Linked DNA regions of Canis lupus: region 1 is linked to region 2. Evidence: chromatin contacts called from public Hi-C data. All regions are on one chromosome and are shown on one strand. The core of a region is the stretch at or near the end of the contact, and the rest is flanking DNA. Distances in the headings are between cores, read along the strand shown.

Region 1 (2,700 bases), core at 197-2,696, 260 kb after region 2:
TTGGCAGTAAAGTAACTAGCATATGCTTGTTGCTTTTGAAATGGTATCTCAAACCACAATATGGATAGAATTTTAGGTTTAGACCTCTTATTTTAGAAACAGAATGACGTTATAGCATTGACTTACAACTAGGACAGATAATTTGGGGATTCAAATAACCATCTGGGAAATTTTCTGTTGAAGGGAAAAAAAAAAAAAAAAAAAAAAAAAAGGAGTTGACATTTATACCCTGCCTTGTTCCAAAAAAATTTAAAGCCACAGAACAGCTGTCTTGTTAACCAAACTGATTAAAATTCAAAAGCTTTATTGTACTAATTGTTTCTTTACCAACACTTAAAAACACTAAGTGCTTTTTTAAATTTTTTTTTTTTTATCAACACTTTCAAAATAGAAGTTTTCAGAGGTCGGCAGACTGAACTCTTAAAAAAGGAAAAAAATACATTTCAGAACCATAGTATTAATCTACCTGGGAAAATCAATTCAAAAGCACACGCATATACCAAAAAAAAAAAAAAAAAAAAAAAGAAAAAGAAAAAAAAAAGAGAAAATCAGCTGCTATCCATTTTAAGAATGTATACGGACCCAGATTTTCTCAAAAAAAAAAAAAAATCACAAAGTTTCTGTCAACAAGCATGGGGCAACTCAGAAACCCCGTGACAGCGATAAACACCACTTCCTCGGGGATATTTGCTCAAAAGGGGGTAGAGAGTGGACACAATCACATCAGAAGTCTTCATTTTTTTAAACAAAGAGGCAAGGGGCCACCTCGGGTGCTAAGCAAATCCATCAAACCACTGTCAACATCCTGGTTTTGATGGACCTGGCTCCGCTCAGGGATGACCCCAGGTGTGTCCATCAGTTCACTTACAAATCCCAAGCACAGAAGCGGTCCGAGAGTTGAGGAAGTTCCAGCACGGCTTGGGTGTCCCTGTGGATCTCGGCCAGCTGTCGGGATTCGTTCCCAGAGTCCGGTCCCCATTCGCGGGGAGTCGCGTAAAGTTTGTTAAGAGAGGAGAGGTGTGGGCGGGGTGGCCGCCCTTCCCTGCCGCCCCTCTCTAGCTCCCTCAACACCCCCTCTCGCCCAGGCCAGCCAAAGCCCGAGGGACGACAGCGACTGACGGGCCAGTGCGAGGTGTGACCAGAGAGAGTGAGTCTCCAGCCCGAGCCCCCGCGGCCCTGCCCCGGGATGGAGGCCGGGCGGGGCGGGGGGGGGGGGCGGTGGCTCCCGGCCTCTCCAGTCCGAGGGGGCGGATACTGACCCGAGGACGCCGAGGCCGAGCCCAGCAGCACCGCACAGAGCAGCAGCGTCAGCCCAACTCGGACCCGCATCCTGCTCGCGCGGCCGCTGCCACCCCTTGGAGCTGTCGCCTTCGCCTCTGCCACCACCGACTCAGGCACCGCCGCCGCCTCGCCGCTGCTCTTCCTGCTCTGGTCGCCTTCCTCCGCCCCTTCCCAGGCCTCCCTGCCCTAGTGCGGAGCCAATCCCCGCCCGCCGCCCCGGGCGCTGTGCCCAATCGCCGCAGTCTTCCCGCCCACTTCGTTGCCCCGCCCCCGGGGTCAAGCATTGACCAATCGCTTTGCGAGGTTCCCACACCGGCTTTCCCGATTGGACCACGGCCTCACCGACATGGCCCCAGCTAATTGGTAGATCCTGGGTTCGACCGTCCCGGAATCGGGGCGTGAGTCCAGGGCCGGGAAGACAAGAAAGTCACCTCCGGACTACAGTTCCCAGCATGCACTTCAAGGGCCTCTTTCGACGTGTGCTCTCGGGAAACGTAGTTCGCTGTGGAGCAAGATTTAAATGTGCAGGTGGCTGTTGAAGTTAAGAGAACTTAGGTAACACCTGGGCTGGACGTTAAGTCAAGGCTACGAACCCGCGTCCCTCCTCCCCCTTTTATGGAGCCAAAATATGTATCGAAGAACACACATTTAAGAGTTTGTAATGTGTTAAAGCTCTTTCTCGCTCTTTGTTTTATTTAGAAAATTTGAATTGAACACAGTGATATCAGCATGGAGGGAAAATACAACAGCTGGACTGCGTTCCAAGTATTTTTTTGGAACTTAGATGGAACAGGGCCATATTCGTGGAAACCGGAGTGGAACTCGCTCTCCCTTTTTCTTTTCCTGACAAAGCAAAAGGAAAGAAACCCCATCCAGGGCAGATCATCTCAATGCTAGTATTCGTTTTTAGGCAGGGCCACCAGGTAATAATCTGCTGGGAAACGTGCCTTTGCAAAAACACTTTGAAACATCCCTCTCTTTTTCTAAGTTACACTGTTCTCTTTCTCTATGACTGACTTTAGGAATGCTGGATTGATGTATTTGGAGGTAGAGGTGATGGTGATTGCATTGCAGAGAAGGAAAAGGTCCTGTGTATTAAGTACCAACCCCAGGCATGCTCCCACTGGGTAGCAGGGAAGTGGCTTCATGTTCCTGCCCCTTCATCAAATTGTGCCATTCTGTTTCCCCTAGCGTCCACCCACCCTCAGCTCATTTCTGGAACTGAGTTGAATTCAATCCTCAGCTCAGTTTGAGGTCAGGGTTCTGGAAAAGTCCACACTGCCCACATAATCTAACCTCCAGGCATTTTCTTCCATCTTCTTTGCTAGAAAGTCCTCTTTTCCAAAAAAGGACAAGGATAAAAAACTGCTTAGAAAAAAAAATCAAAAAAGACCCGGGACGCCTGAGTGGCTCAGCGGT
Region 2 (2,700 bases), core at 14-2,513:
AACAACAAAAAAACAAAAACAAAAACGTGTTTTTACGGTCAGAATAAAAATAAGAGTGGGGTGGACTAGTGATCGCATTGGCGTTGGTGACGGACAAGGTTGTTTTTATGTGACTGCTTTTTGCAAACCTACGTGATCGCAAGTAACCAAAAAGGGACAAACGGGGGGGGGGCGGGGGGGAGACGTAGGCAAATTTCAAGGCGAAAGCAGGGGCGCTGGGACCACTGTAGGCTTTTTTGTTTGTTTGTTTGTTTGTTTGTTTGCTTTGGTGCTTTTGCTAGTGGAAGATACGATGGGGGGGGGGGGTGTTGCTTCCCCTTCGCCATTTTACCGATTCGGAAGGAACCGAGATAAGTGCTTTTCAACCTTCGTCCTTTTCTTTCCTTTTTCCTTTTTTTTTTTTTTTTTAAGAAATATAAAATGGCCTCAGTGAAGGCTCCCCCTAATAAGCACAACCGCCAGAAACATCCCAAGTAACCCCCAAAGTAGCCGTTCGCCTTCCACTGCACTGAAGTGGGCCACACGGCGGGTCCTGGGGACTCGCCCGATTCCCCAGACGCGGGTTTTGTCTGTGGAGGCTGCTCGGGGCGCCCGTGTCGAGCCGGCGCGGCCGGGCCCCCGGGGGGGGCGCAGGGGGGGAAGCGGAGGCTTCACGCCCGCCCGCCCGCCCTCCCGGCGGCCGGGGTCTGCGGCCGGAGCCGCGCGCTCGCCCCGGCCCAACGGCCTGCGCGGCCCCGACCGCCCCGCGGCGGCCCCAGGCCCCGCCGGCGCCCCCGCCCTCCTCCCGCCGCCGCCGCCGCCGCCGCCGCCGCCGCCAGCCCGAGGCGCCCTCCCCCCGCCCCCCCCGCGCCCGCCGCCCCGGCCCGCTCCGCCCGAGGCGGGAAGCGGCGGCGGCGGCGGCGGCGGCGGCCGCGCGGGCGGCTGAGGAGAGTAGAGGCCGGGAGTCGCCGCCGTCCCCGCCCCCGCCCGGTCCGGCCGTTGCTGCCGCCCGGACGAAGCCCCCGCCGGCCACCAAACCACGTCCTTACCACGGTGTTTGTATTTGCCGAGTTCGCCATTTCCACACACAACACAAACAAGAGGGGGGGCAACCCCGAGAAAACAAGATTAAAAACAAAAAACCAAAAAGAAAAAAAAGAAAACCAAAACACCCGGAGGGTGGCCCAAGCCACCGCAAGATTGGGGGTAAAAATTTCAAACAAAATCGAATCCTGAAAGAGTAGAAGGGGAGCGGTGAGAGGAGGAGGAGGAGGAAGAGGAGGAGGGGGGCAGTCCTCCCCGAGCTAAAAACCTCGAGAATCGCCCTTAAAAAAAAAAAAAAAAAAAAAAAAAAAAAAAAAAAAAAGCCACGACCCTTCTGGGGTCCGGGGGGGCGTTGCCCGCTCCCCACCCCGCGCCAAGGAGGGAAACCACCACCGGTCGCCGCTCCCCGCGCCGCCGCTGCCGCCACCGGCTGCAGCTCCAGCCGTCCGGTCCGCCCGCTTCTCCCCTTTATATAGTGAGCCAACGAGCTGCGCGAGCCGCCGCCGCCGCCGCTGCCGCCGAGAGACAGGGCGGAGGGGGAGGGAGGGGCGGAAAGGGCGGGGGCAGAGGTGGGCGGGGCTGAGCGCGAGACACCGCGAGAGCCGCGTGCGCAGGCGCGCCGGGGCGGAGGCCGCCGTGGGCCGCGTCGTCACGCGCAGCGGAGGGTGCTGGGCTGGCGGAGCGCGGGGACTGGGGTAGTCGAGTCGTCCGGCCGGCTCCCCAAGTCTCGCGTGATCACCTGGTTGCCACCCAGGCGGAAGTGCCCCACAGCTGTTTTAGGCTGAGGGGCTTGCAAAGTATCGCTGGACATAGCATGAGTGGTGTTGACCCTCAAGTCCAAAGCTACCTGGCAGCCAACTCTTGTCAGGTGTTTCTGCGTCTCCCTGCGCTTGGAGAAGCGAGGAAATACAGAAGGGGCGCTGGCGGCTGCCTCGTTAGCAATGGCTGCGGAGGCGGACCGGTCACGTGGCCCCGCTTCCGGCCCCCGGAGCGCTCGGACTCCGGGCAGAGTTTAAATGCGGAGTCATCTCGGGGCGTGAGCTCGTCGTGGACTCGGCGCTCAGAGGCGTCGGTTCCTCTCGCGTCGCGAAGGCCGGGCCCTTCGCCGGCAAGATCGTGTACGTGTTCCTAAAGGGGGAGAGCTGCTTTGAGCCCGCTGCTAACACATTTCAGAATTAATGACCCCTGAACCGGCTGAGTCGTTTCCACCGGTACAGCTAAAAGGCCCTGGGCTTAAGTTTCCCCGAGGTTCGGCCCCTTACTAGCGTGCTAGTACTTCCGTGGTGGAAATGCCGAAAGGAAAAAAAGAAAAAAAAAAAAAAAACCGACCTGCATATCACCGGATTATGACAGCACGATAACGTCCCCCCTCGATTTTTAAAAACTGCCGAAATCCTGTGACCGCATGGCCCGCGCCTGGGACTGACAGGAAATACCTCGGTGGGGCCGCCCCGTCTCGCGGCCTCTCGCCGCCGGAGCGAGCAGAGGAAGCCCACGTGTCGGAGTGTGAACCAGGAGGCGCCGGACCTGCGCTGCTCCCGACTCCCGCCTTCGGGGCAGCGTGTCACGCAGAACGGGGAGTGCTCCGCTTCGAAGGCAGAGCTCGCCGCACCTAATTCTGCCCCTAGGAACTTGGAGAGACGTGGACTGTAGTCCGGGCAAGTGAAGGAGTGGATC

Evidence for each region. Hi-C and Micro-C count contacts between places; a contact is called where the count stands out from the background.
Region 1: a Hi-C map of blood shows a contact between it and region 2, with 2.1 times the contacts expected there. The contact joins the promoter of SEL1L here to the promoter of GTF2A1 in region 2. A contact is called at or near these places in 2 of 9 Hi-C or Micro-C datasets (both in blood).

The regions. Positions count from the first base shown.
Region 1 is chr8:54,130,713-54,133,412 of UU_Cfam_GSD_1.0, forward strand. It overlaps SEL1L (protein sel-1 homolog 1), which reads right to left and starts at 1,447. Exons shown (of 22, transcript XM_038545485.1): 1 at 1,260-1,447. The coding sequence starts at 1,329. MIR8884 (microRNA mir-8884) reads right to left here and starts at 863; the gene lies at 735-863. It overlaps LOC102153790 (a long non-coding RNA gene), which reads left to right and starts at 1,645. Exons shown (of 3, transcript XR_005362907.1): 1 at 1,645-1,836; 2 at 1,981-2,204.
Region 2 is chr8:53,873,784-53,876,483 of UU_Cfam_GSD_1.0, forward strand. It overlaps GTF2A1 (transcription initiation factor IIA subunit 1), which reads right to left and starts at 1,264. Exons shown (of 9, transcript XM_038545483.1): 1 at 1,029-1,264. The coding sequence starts at 1,058.